Regions from separate parts of the Sus scrofa genome. Here region 1 is linked to region 2. The links are chromatin contacts, called in public HiChIP or PLAC-seq maps. All regions are on one chromosome and are shown on one strand. The core of a region is the stretch at or near the end of the contact, and the rest is flanking DNA. Distances in the headings are between cores, read along the strand shown.

Region 1 (6,674 bases), core at 887-3,386, 210 kb before region 2:
CTTCACAAAACATCCCAATTGGGCACTGATTTATTAACTTATTAAATACGTATTAATTGAATGAAACTGCCAACAACTGGATTTAAAAAAAAGAAAAAAAAAAACAAATATGACCCAATTTCTGCCCTCCAAAGAGACAATCTAGTCAGGCAGGGCACAGACACAGGAATGCACAATGACAGGGCGAGTGCTGTGAAGAAGGCCCTTCAAAGGTTCCTTGTGAGTCCTAGAGTATCAGAGAGAGCCTTCTGGAGTAAGTGGAAGAGGAGCCCCTGCAGGGTGAACCCGCGTCAGCCACAAAGGTAGAAGGAGCGGTTGATGTTCAAGGAGGGGGAAGGGAATCGCCAGCCTCCGGTGCAAGGGTGTCTCAGGTCAAGGGCACAGGATGCAAATGAGACAAGACGAAGAAATGGAGCAGGGTCGGGGGCAGGGGGGCAGTCGTGGAGGTGGTTCAGAATCAACACGACACTGCGGGGAGCAGCAAGAGCAGTGCCGCGGGGCGGGGCTGGGACCCGCAGGGCAAGCCCAGAGGGATGGGGGCTTCATCCTAGCAGAAACAAACACTGAGGTTTGAAAGAGGGAATAGAAGACTCAGTTCAGGGTTTTAGGGCTATTAGAGTAATTCTGAGTGTGTGCTATATACCACGATCTATGCTAAATGTTTATGTCTTTTAATCCTCAGAACAACTCAATCAGGAAAGCATTTTTTTTTTCTTTCTGTCATGTATATCGAGGCTTAGATGTTCACCCAAGCTTACATAACTGCATTTGCCAAAGTAATGGAGTCATAATTCATATCCACACCGTCTGGCTACAGAGTCTACATCCTTAACCACTGTGTTACACTAGCTCCATTTTGCAGTGTGCAAAATTAACTGTTCTTCTTTTCTCTTTACAGGGGAGATTAGGAGGAGGGTAGCTAAGGAAGAGGACAGAAAGCTGTCAGAGTCATTTAATGAAAAAGTTACTGGGTGATTTGGACTAGGAGGGTCGAAGGAGCAAGGGAACGAATTCTGGCAGGAAATATGGAAAAGAAATGCCTGGCAACTGATTGAATATGAGTGGGGTGGAGGGAGTGGCGTGAGGGAGAAAAGAAGGGTTGAGAATTATACCCACTGCTCTGCCCTGGGGTATTGCACAGGCAGCGGTGGGTAGTCCCTGAAAATGGTCACTTAGCAAGTTAGGGAACAGGGTATGTGAAAAGGGGCCACCAACTGAGTCAATGATTTTTTTTTTTTTTTTTTTTTTTGTCACTTTGTCCTTTTAGGGCCACTTCCTCAGCATACGGAGGTCCCCAGGTTAGGGGTCTAATTGGAGCTATAGCCGCGGGCCTACACCACAACCACAGCAATGCGGGATCCAAGCCGCGTCTGCGACTTACACCACAGCTCACGGCAACGCTGGATCCTCACTGGGCAAGGCCAGGGATCGAACCCGAAACCTCATGGTTCCTAGTCGGATTTGTTTCCGCTGCACCACGACGGGAACTCCTGAGTCAATGAATTCTTGACTTCATATGGAAAGGCCCAATGAGGACAGATACTGCAGAGCTTCTCTCTAGGGTATATCCAGTGACAAGTGACACATCCTGATGACGCAGCCAGCAGTCTTCAACCACCATGCTCACCCCCTCTGCCCCTTCAGAAATACATAAACAGCTGGCTGATTTATTACAAGGTGGAGAAAAACACTCAGGAAAGATGCAGAAAACTTTCAAAAGAAGAAAGCTTAACACTGTCAAGGTCTAAGACAACCTGAAAGTTACACGTCAGGCCAGAGCTCTCTAGGTTAGAAGATGTTTCATAACCAGGTAGCTATCACAACAGACAAGGCCAAGTGGCTTTTTTCATGGTGCAGCCTCTTCATCGTTCCCACTTGAAGGCTAGTGAGATCAATGTTACAGAAAGGAAACATTTAAAGGTCAGGCTGCTAAAAAGTTCACCATAAAACCCTTCAAGACTCTCTTTTCCCTCTACTCCTTTTATTAAGCGTATGGCTTCCTTTTTCCTCTATGTGTGCAGAAACCATTTTGCCTTTTCTCAATGCTATGAATGCAAATAGGATCGCTTCCCCTTTCTTGTTCTTGTACTTCTCTAAAACTGTCAGCAATCATGGACTGGTGTTAACTGAGGCTACGTAACAGAAAAACCTCTGCGGCTTGTTGTGAAACGAGTTATTTCAATCTCATCTGAGACAGGGTATCTTGTGGGAAGGTGGACAATTTCTAATACAGCTTCACAACCACGTGGATGTGCTGACTTACTCCAATTTTCGCAGGAGCCACCAAGAGCCAGGCTCATTTCTTGGCTTCTTGATGGGATACTCATTATCCCATTTGAAGGCAAGACTCTGAATTTAAGCGTCTGGCATAATCTGAATTATAAGTGTGGCCATTACAAGCTGATTGACGGTGTTGAAAGGCACAAAAGAGACCGTGATGAAGCCCATCTACAAATATTAAGGTCCAAGAAGTCTTCCTTCTTAGCTGAGACTTAAGCCAACCTCTCCCCAGCACCCCTGGCATTCTAAGTCGTCCTCTCCCCTCTCCAAAGGCTACCATCATGCCTTGTAGAACTAGTAGGCAGGGAGGCAGCTATGGAAGGGAAATACTAATAAATCAAGTTTCGCCCTTACCTTGGTTTTCTGTGTCTGGCCCATTCACCAGACTGTCCTGTGTCTCTCTCTCTACCTCTGTCTTGCAAAATTAGGCCAACTAAATCTTACCTCTTTTGGAAAACTTTCTTTTTAAAAGAAGGAAAAGAAGAATTTGTATTTGTATGGGGACCTCATTTGTCCCTTTCGCTGGAGAGGCGGTGGGTCCCAACAGAAAGGGCATCGTCACCATTGTTCTATGAAGAATCCCCTCTACAGATGCTGCCTGAATAATTCTGAAATAGTTACGTGCATAGCATCCGTTCAGGACTACATAATACCTTCAGTTTTTCTGATCCTGTTATTATAAATAAATTAAGACCCTAAATCTAAAAAAAGGATACAATGAACTTCTCTGCAGTACAGATACTGACTCAGACTGTGAAAACCGTGTGGTTTCCCAAGGAGACAGGTTGGGGTGGGGAGGGATGGGCTGGGGGTTTGGGATGGAAATGCTCTAAAATTGAGTTGTGATGACCATTGTACAACTATAAATATAATAACGTTCACTGAGTTAAAAGCAAAAAAAAAAAAAAGACCCTAAAGAGCACTCAAGGAAGAAAGCCAGAAATGGAGGAGGACTGCTTCTCAGCTCCAATTTTGTGCTCAAATAACTAAACTACAACTCCCTTATATTTTCAGTAAACTGAAAGCCAGTATTTCCACTTTGATTATTGTCTAGGCTGCAATTCATTTTTAGAGGATAAAAATTTAATTACTTCATCCAAAATGTAATAATAATTCAGGGGGTCCCATTGTGGTTCAGCAGGTGAAGAACCTGACACAGTGTCCATGAGGATGCAGGTTCGATCCCTGGCCTTGCTCAGTGGGTTAAGGACCCGGCATTGCCACAACCTGTGGTATGGGTCGCAGATGTGGCTCAGATCCAGTGTTGCTGTGGCTGTGGTGCAGGCTGGCAGCTGCAACTCTGATTCAACCCCTAGCCCGAGAACTTCCATATGCCACAGGTGCAGCTGGCCATAGAAAGAAAATAATAATAATAATAATGATTTAATAACACTTAAAGTTACAGGGCTTTGGAGTTCCCACCCTGGCACAGTGGGTTAGGATCCTACTGCAACAGGTCAGGTCTCTGTGGAGGTACATGTTCCAACCCAGGGCTGGTGAGGTGGGTTAAAAGATTCAGCATTACTGCATCTATGGTAGAGGTTGCAGCTGTGGCTTGGATTCCAACCCTGGCCTGGAACTTCCAGATGCCACAAGTGCGGCCTTTAAAAAAATTAAATTAAAAAAAAGTTAGAGGGTTTTTCCCTTGTCTTCAATGATGAAGTATTCTTGTGGGTTATATGTAACTACTGAAATGATTAAGCTCATACCCGTAGGGCTAAGTTGTAAAAACACATGTATCCCCTGGGATAGACCATGATGAAAAGAATATAAAAAATAATGTGTATACCTATATATGTGTGTGTGTATGTGTGTATTACAGAAATTGGGACAACATTGTGAATCAAATATACATTAATTTTTTTTAATTTTTTCAATTAAAAAAAACGGGGGTGGGGGGATGTGCTTGGGCTGTGGGATGGAAGTCCTGTGAAATCAGATTGTTATGATCATACAACTATAGATGTGATAAATTCATCTGAGTAATTAAAAAAAAACAAACAACTTCCCCAACGTGTATCCTATCTACTCTATAGGACCAGGCTCATACCTGTGATAATATCTAGCTTGACTATATCTGTTTGCCCAACTGTTCCTACATGAAATAAATATTTTTGACGGTGGAGACTACAATTATTTCATCTCTGTATCCCCAGAGCTTTTAAAACAGACAAATGTTTGCATAAATTGATGAATGAATGGTGATGCAGTTTATCACATAGAAAAATAAACAGTAATCCTTCCCTGTTAGCCAGCAAACGTATTAAATTTTTACATTAAACTGTTATTGTATTCTCTTACTTACATGCTAATATATCAGTATATCTTCATTATGAAATCACCTCAAAAGCCTTTTTAGAAGTTGGTGATGTTAATAATTACAAATAAAATAAAGACTTTAAATTATTAAGCAGTTTTGCTCATTAGCATCAGCTGGGTTGCCAACCCAGATGATGGTGTGTATTCAGTGGTGAATTTCAGGGTCCCTGGCCAGCTGTCACCATCACACATACACACAAGCCCTCTGCTGCGTTCTACAGCTTGTCTTCATAAGGAGCACCGCACCTCTCTCCTTCGGCAGGAACTTAGTTCAGTTTTAAAGGCTTTTCTGTCAACCCCGGCATTAGCTCTTGGACCCGGGGGAGGAAAAAAAAAAAAAAGCTAATACATAGCATCTTTAATCCTCCTTATGTATTTCTAGTATGTGCACTAGAAAACTAAATCCCTGGGAAGTGTAGAGATCAAAATTAGCCTGAAGCACCTATTTTACTATATTCCTTAAGCTGTTAATGAAAGCCATACATGGTAGCCTTTAATGAGAAAAAGTATCACTTGGTCATATCATTGCCTGGAACACAGCTCCCCTGCAGCACACTAAAAATGGCTCAATCCATGTTCCAGAGAAGCCTGGCTTGCAAGGCTCCCTATCAAGGGTACAGAAAAATAGTCATTTCTTTCTGCACAGGCCATTATGGGACAGTCGAACGCAGTCGCTGGAGATCAGGATCTAGAGATGGGTGGAAGCAGTCACAGCAACCGCAGTGAAGTCAGGGTGGTGGAGGGAGCAGCAGGGATGGAATCAGAGGCACAGCCAAGACAGCCAAGCCCTGGGAGGCAGGGAGCGAGAGCCACCGTTGAGTGGGTTACCCCAAGGCAGGCAACTCTGGTGGCTCTTCAGTGGAAACAGCACTCAGAATAAGGAAAAATCTTGTGGTGACACACATTTACTTGGCTTTTAGAGATGAGCCTTAGAAATCCATCGATCCAGAGAATGGAAACCAAGTTTAGTGTTGAGTGTGCTCTAAAAGAAAAGGGCAGAGTTCCCGTCATGGCTAAGTGGTTAATGAATCCAACTAGGAACCATGAGGTTGCGGGTTCTATGCCTGGCCTTGCTCAGTGGGTTAAGGATCTGGTGTTGCCACAAACTGCAGCATCGTTCATGGATGCGGCTTGGATCTGGCGTGGCTGTGGCTGTGGTGCAGGCCAGTTACTGCAGCTCTTATTCCCTAGCCCCTAGCTTGGGAACATCCGTATGGCTTGGATGTAGCCCTAAAAGACAAAAAAATAAAATAAAATAAAATAAAAATAAATAAATAAAAGAAAAGGGCTGTATGCAAAGGGAAACGCTTGGATTAGGGGTTGAATTTACTGCAGTTGATCCTTGAACAACCTGAGTTTGAACCACGCAGATCCACCCAAGCACAAATTTTTTTTCCGATAGTAAATACTACCATACTACACTGTGGGTAGCTGGCTGAATGGGGGTGTGGAGGAAACTCCCACACAGAGGACCCCGGACAAGGAGGGCCGACTCTAAGTTGTATATGGATTTTTGACTGCAAGGAAGTCGGTGCCCAAACCCCCAAATTGTTCAGGGTCCACCTGCTCTTTTTTTTTTTTTTCCTCTGTATGACCAAGTGATCGTTGTTCAAACAGCATTGTCAAGTACCCTCTTCACAAATACATTTAGCTGTAAAAACACATGCTAACATTTTGTCCTTCCACCTCCACAATAAATGCCTCTCAAACCCCCATATTTGAATATCCAAAAGGCATCTCTCCTATTGCCTTTCACACAGAAAATCTCTGAATATTTTGTCAGCCTCATGTCTTAATTTTCAATTCAAAACCCTTGGTTGCTGTTCACGTAAAGTCTCGGCCACAAGATCCCCCAGGGCTGACACCGAATCACCCACAGCTCAGATCCTGGGCTCTGTGATGCCGCGTGATCCCCACTCTGTTTGACCTCCTCCCCAGAATGATATACATTTTTATTTTGGGGGCACACGTTAATTTTTTCAGCTCATTTGCTGCTTTGTCATTCATTTCTTTGTGTTACCATGAAGTGGGAAAGTCACATCATTAAATTCGAAGTAATTATTAACTTGATAAAA
Region 2 (6,798 bases), core at 4,108-6,607:
AACACTGCTGGCAAAGAATTCTGGGAAATGTAGTTCCCAGGATTCTAGCTTCCATCATACAGGGGGAGACCGTGCATGGTCCTGAAGGCAACAGACATATACCAGGCACACACCTCTTTGCAGAAGCTTTTGGAGGATGTGCTCCACCAAACGGGAAGATTAACCCCAAAAGGAGGACATCACGATATCCTGGAAACTGAGAATTCAGGACAGGAGAGAGGAAAAAGAATTCTAAGATAATGGGAACAGGAAGTTCTAGGATGACAGCTGTGTTGGCTAGCTAGAGAGCAGCCAGCCCAGATTAGAATAGAAGGATACAGGAATTTAAGAAAGAACTCCAAGGAAAACAAACAGGAATGAGAGAATAGTTTGACTATATTCAGAAGATTTTTACAGTTCTGTTAGAAAGATAAGGAAGGAGTAGGTTTAAATATAGGTACATAAAAACCTAAAGAAATAAAATCAAGGCCATAACGAACTCCAGGAAAAAATGTTAAAGCACACTACTTGTTTTAATGAACAATGTTTATGACACTATAAACACTACATATTAGTATAGTCAAAATTGTATATGCAATTATGGCGGAAGGAGAGGAAGGAAGGAAACTCAAAGTGATTGTGTAAAAAAGTTAAATTCTTACTTTCTGTAATAAGTATAGATTGGTTCTAAAATGGATAAACTGATTGATAGTAATGCGATCATGTTAATTTTAGAGTTGGAGGTAAATATTAGAAGAAATAGCTAAAAGATGTAAAAGTGGTTGATTCTTGGACGTGATTAGTGGCGAGGGGGAGGGATAGAAAAGGAGCCTGCCATTTTTTGTTAAGAACCTTGTAAAGTTATTGGATTGTTAAAACTATACATGAACATGCATTAATTGGTTCTAAAATACAATAACTCTTCTTAAGAGACTGAATGGGAGAAAAGGAAATGGAGACACAAGTTGTAGCCCAGAGCATCTCAAACTTTGATGCACACACACACACGTACCTGGGAATTGTCAAAAGGGCAAAAGCTGCTTCAGCAGATCCAGGGTGGGGTCTGAGAGTCTACACTTCTTCCAGCTCCTGGTCCATGGACATACTTCGAGTAGTAAAATAGTGTTCTATTCCCTATCTTAGGGAAAGGGAGAGAGAGAGAAATAATTAGAGGGACGCCAAGGATAAAATGAGGTTTTAATCATGAGAGGTTCTATTGCACCATCGTTACCCCTTTTGACTCTACATTTTTTGCCTGAAAGTCTACTCATTCTTTAAGATCTAACTGATAGACCATCTCTTCTGCAAAACTTTCATCATCTTTTCCCCTCCTCCCAGGCCCAAGCAAAATTAATTACTTCCCAGTTTGGGAGCTCCCAGGGAAAAGTCCAGATCTGTAAGAGTACTTGTCTCAATGTACTGCTATTGTTGGTATCTTGTCTGCTTCCTGCACTAAGGTGTGGGGACATAAGCCCTGAGTCCCCCTGCCCCCAAATCTGTGCAGTCTTTGAATTTAGCACAGGTACTTGAAATGTCAAAGTTTAAATAAAGGATTAGAAGAAACGAATCACTCAGGAATGATATAGTAACAAATCACAGTCTTTAGAATGGTCTGGAACATGGATGTGTGCTCATCAGCAATGTCAGAGAAGGGACTTCTTTATTTCATTGGAAGTTGATGACCCTATAATCCCCCTCCTAAGGGTCCATAATTTTCTGCCCTGGATGATATGAAATCATCATCATATGCATATATGAAATAATATTTCCAAGGGAGCTGTGTTTTCATGCATTCATTAACTTATTCTGGAGAATATTTTTAGCTTTCATCATATCTGGTTGTATTTGAGAACCTAAGTAAAAGGAAAAAATACCCTTTAATGTGGTAGAAATTTCCCTTAATATGGTAAAAATATCCTTTAATAGAACAGAAATGGGAACCTACACACAGTTGTAGCTGGCAAGGTCACTTTGGTAAGGTTCAGATCCTGCACACAAAACTGACCTCAACTTGGCAGCTTCTGCACCGTAAATTACAGGACTGAAAAGAAAGTCAACACTCATTCTAATTAGAGTGATACCCAGCTGTTAGCAATGAACAAAAGGGGCCTAGAGAAGGCAAACCGCCAGCACATATTTTTCAACAGCAAGCAGTTCATTACAATGATAAGGCAAGAGCAGTAAGGGACGGACACATGGTTCTAACTAGACCTGGGAGGTGGGAAGTGCCAGCCCTGGGCCAGATGTATCATTCCAGATCCTGGACTTAAGACTGCAGATGTCTGTTGATGCAGGACAATGATCATACTTAGAGGAAAAAATTTTAAGGAAAAACGTCAGCAACAGGGGAAGGAGCTGGGACAGCTGACGGTCAATCATCTGCCGAAACTCAGGTCTATGTATGACTGGATCACTTTGTTGTGCGGCAGAAATTATCACAACCTTGTAAATCAACTATATTTCAATAAAACATTTAACAATGAAAAAAGGAGCTATTTAAAAAAAAAAAAAAAAAGAATCACCTGGATGCTTCAAAAAAGTGACTGATGCTGGAGTCCCGCAACCAGGGAACCTCATTGCTGGGTCCCAGCTGGGCTCTGGGACTCGGGGTCATTGATTTGCTCCAGATCACCCAGGTTTTAGTTACCTGCAGGCTAGAGAGGATCACTGATGGTGTCCAGGTCCGCATATCTTTCTCCTACCCAGCGTCTGTCGTAACCAGCCCCTGATATGCTGCAAATGCAATGGCCAGCCTTGCTCAGCATTTCTCAAACATCTTTCATGGTGAGATAAAAAGCATACTCAAAACCCCGTGTGGCTCAGTCCAACTGGAGAGACCGTGTCCAGAGAGCCTTGTTTCTATCAGGGAGCGTCTCATCCATTTCTCTTCACTCACGTCACAGGCCAGTCTTGCTGAAGCCAGGAAGTTCTGAGTAAGATCTGGGCAAAGAAATAATAATTCTGTAATTCCCAATTGGCCTGCCTCATCCTGTAACCAAACAGCTGTTGTTGTTGTCTGCTTGCTGAGAGTGCATGCCCCCCCCCAAACACACACACACAAACACACACACGAACCATAACTCACACTCAGCTGTAACCCAGCAGTTCTCTCAAGCCATTTGCAGCCTCTCCTAAACTCCACAATGATTTTATCACTGATGTAATGGCACTTACCTAAAAATCTCAATACGTAATTACATTTAACCCTGATAAACACCTTGACAACTATATTATAAAGGAATCTAGTTGGTCGATAAAATTTAAATATATTCCAAACGGACAAAAGGAGTCCCGGGAACCATGACGCCTCATGTTACCATTGCCATGACCTGGAACCTGCCTCCCATGGCAGCATCGTACAGCTTTTTGTTGCACCTGATCCATCCAGTGAGGAGACAGCTGTCAGAAAAACCACATATGCAAAATTCACAAAGATCTTATGTTTGCTTTTTTAGCATATTAAAAAAAAAATACTGACCCATGAATAGGTCTAGAACATAAGGCTACTCTTGGCTTTGGAGCGTTTTTGAGATAAGAAGTTTTCATACTTTGATGTGTATCAGAATCACCTGGGGAGTGGGAGCTGGGAATTTTTCTTATCGATTTATTAATAGATTTTATTTTTTAGAGCAGTTCTGGATTTACAGAAAATTAAGGTGATAAAATACGGAGAATTACTATACACGTGTGCTCCCCACATGCAGTCTCCCCCGTTAACATCTGACACTAGTTTGGTGCCTGTGGTACAATTACGGAACCCATATTAATACATTACGAATGAGGATCTGTAGTTTCTTCAGATTTCCTTTGTTTTTCCCGAATGCCCTTATTCTAGTCCAGGATATCACATCATGCATGTAGTTGTCATGTGTCCTTAGGCCCCTCTTAGCTGTGATAGCTCCTCAGACTTGTTTCTGATGCCCTTGACAATTTTGAGGCATCCTAGCCTTGTATTTTGCAGGGAGGCCCTCTATTGGAAGATGTCCGATGTTTGCCTCATTAGATTGTGGATTATGAGTTTGGGGGAGGAGGCGCACAGAAGTAAAGTTCCCTTTTCACCCCAGCCTATGAAGGGTGCATCCGATCAACACGATTTATGACTTCCGTTGACCTTGATCATCCAGCCTAGAGAGTGTCCGTGAGGTTGCTCCAGGGAAAGGTTACCTTACCCCCTCTTTCCATGTTGCATGCTTTGGAAGGACGTCCAGAAATAAGGAGAGGAGCTGATGTTCTCCCTCCCTTAGGATGGAGGATCTCATCGTTTATTTGGAGTTTGTCTGGATGGGAAATTTGTCTCTCTCCCCATTTATTAATTTATTCAAGAGTTTATTTATATCTGTATGGATCCATGAATATTTATTTTAATTTATGTTATGCTTTGGGTTATAACCTCAAGGCACTTTATTTTGTTGCTAAAATGTTCAAGCTTGGCCATTGGGAAGCTCTTTCAGGTGGCTTCTGTGCACACTTGACATACCCCTTTAGTGGGTGTGTGTGTACAAATCTATACCTATTTCTATATGAACCATCTGTATCAAAGCTAACCTGAGTTTTTGCCCAAAGCCTCCAATCCTGATCCATTACCATTTGAAATCTCCCTTTCCTGAACTCTCCCACTCCAACAGGAAGAAACATGGTTCCCACCATGTGCACCATGTGTTTTCTTTTTTCTTTTATCTTTTTTTTTTTTTTTTTTTTTTTTTGTCTTTTTGCTATTTCTTTGGGCCGTTCCCGCGGCATATGGAAGTTCCCAGGCTAGGGGTCGAATCGGAGCTGTAGCCACTGGTCTACACCAGAGCCACAGCAACGCAGGATCCGAGCCGCATCTGCAACCTACACCACAGCTCACGGCAACGCCAGATCGTTAACCCACTGAGAAAGGGCAGGGACCGAACCCGCAACCTCACGGTTCCTAGTCGATTTCGTTAACCACTGCGCCACAATGGGAACTCCCCATGCGTTTTCTTAATGGCTGGATTCCGACACACGGGTACAGCACCATCAGAACTGTTTACACTTACCTCCATGAGACACAACTTTTCTGACTTGAGTTCCGGACATACGTGCACGCCCTTCTGCCTTTGGTCTCACAGACGCCCCTCATTTCCAAAGGTGCTAAGTCAGCACACTTCCCACCTTCCTTCAATGAGAGTGTTTCATAGGCTTGTAATACAGTCAGATTCTCTTGTCACCATCTGTTATCTTTCCTACGATCCCCTGACCTCCTAGAGAATTTTTTTATTTGCATATATTAAAGATCACATGTGGAGCTGGAAAGCTGTAACAGGCATTGACAAATGCATGGTATCATGTATAACTCATCCCAGCATCACACAGAATAGTTTCATCACCCTAAACATTCCGTGAGCTCCACCTATGTGTCATTTCTCCCCGCCCCCAAGCCCCTGGCAACCACTTATTTACTGTCTCGACAGTTCTCCCCATTCTAGGATGACATGTAATTGCCATCATACAACCTGTAGCCAAGTTGCTACCCTTCCAGCTCCCATCCTGTATGGTTTGCAGCTCTGGGCAGCTATGAGAGTTTCTGCATCTAATTCCTTAAAATCATCTCATAATCACCCCTTCTACCTCCTCCTCAAGCCATTCCTATGTTGTCATTTCATTCCAGCTTTTGACAACTTATTCCTTGAAAACCTTTTTTTAATCCAAAGTTTCAAACACGTTTACAGTAGAGCCATTTTTTTTTTAAAGTTGTAATGTCGTTTCTTCACAAGATCTTAAAGAACCCAGCAATGGAAAACGAGGTTACAGCCACCCCCTCTCCCTAAAGAACTCAGGTCATCTCCTTTCTTATTCACTGTCATCTGCCTTGGTTTATGTGGAAATCCATCTGAATGGGAACTATATTTATCCAGATGCTCTGTATTATGTGTTCAGCTGGGCTCGCTGTTGCAGACGTACACCTGTCAAATGACGGCAATTGGTTATTTGGGGCTGAATTGCTGACTTAAGCTATGACCTTCCTCAAATCACATAGATTTCTCTCTTTTCCAAGTTTCTCCTGTCAAAACACTGACCTACTTAAACAGAAACACGGTTAGCATTAACTAATAGATTGTTCTGAAAATGTCAGCGCCCATAACCATTGCTATTAAGGTGCTAAGCTATAAATATATATAATGAAGGAAGCCCTTGCTTTTTAATTGAAAGAAAAAAAAACCCTGCCACCTTGAATAGTTTAACATTGTCACCTGTATTTCCCAAATGCAATGCAAGACGTAAAAGAAGAATCTAACGCTGTTTTCCCGAGACAATGGCCCACACACACCAAGGATTTTTTCTTCGGTTTTTTAAAAATGTGTCTTTCATGTTCATATGGAGGGATTTTCAAGAATCTAGGACTAGGGAGAGCCCGTCAAGAATATGCTCTCCAGCCTCCGACCCAGAGTACGGCTATGATGTTCTGAAACGATTTAATGATCTGGCCTTCCAGCCTGTCGGTAAACTCTAGAAAAATGCCCCACTTCGTACGTGACGCTTTCAAATGCGGTGGAAGCTGGTTGTTAGGAATGTCTTCTTTTAAACCAAGATGCACTCTTCTTCCCTTGAAATTCCTCCTCTCCAGCCTGTCTTCTGGAGCTCAACCCAGTCCGTCGAATCCCCCTTCTGCAGGACAGCCTCTCAACTCCCTCATGACCGTTGTCGGAGGCACTCAAGGGTTTTTCTTCTGCTGTTTCCCGGTTTCTGCTTTCATTCCTCATGTGACATGATTTCCTGAACTGCCTCCTTCCTGTCTGCCCTCGCAAGACAGGCCCCAGTTTCTCATGGCACTTTTCAAATGTGGTACTGAGGCCT

What was found. HiChIP or PLAC-seq counts read pairs in DNA pulled down with a chosen protein or histone mark.
Region 1: a contact with region 2 is called in an H3K27ac HiChIP or PLAC-seq map of alveolar macrophages. The contact joins two enhancer-like sites. A contact is called at or near these places in 2 of 2 datasets of contacts at active chromatin or transcription factors (alveolar macrophages and skeletal muscle).

The regions. Positions count from the first base shown.
Region 1 is chr4:111,897,378-111,904,051 of Sscrofa11.1, reverse strand. The region is part of intron 1 of VAV3 (guanine nucleotide exchange factor VAV3); the gene reads right to left. Among named protein-coding and RNA genes, the nearest start is that of VAV3, 76 kb to the right of the region's middle. Within about 2 kb of position 2,136, at least 10 of the 83 cell types and tissues checked have an H3K27ac peak or open chromatin away from gene starts, as enhancers often do. A contact at or near this core is called in alveolar macrophages, where this site is marked.
Region 2 is chr4:111,692,145-111,698,942 of Sscrofa11.1, reverse strand. It overlaps LOC106510205 (a long non-coding RNA gene), which reads right to left. Exons shown (of 7, transcript XR_002343539.1): 2 at 2,627-2,919; 3 at 992-1,117. Among named protein-coding and RNA genes, the nearest start is that of SLC25A24, 120 kb to the right of the region's middle. Within about 2 kb of position 5,357, at least 2 of the 83 cell types and tissues checked have an H3K27ac peak or open chromatin away from gene starts, as enhancers often do. A contact at or near this core is called in alveolar macrophages, where this site is marked.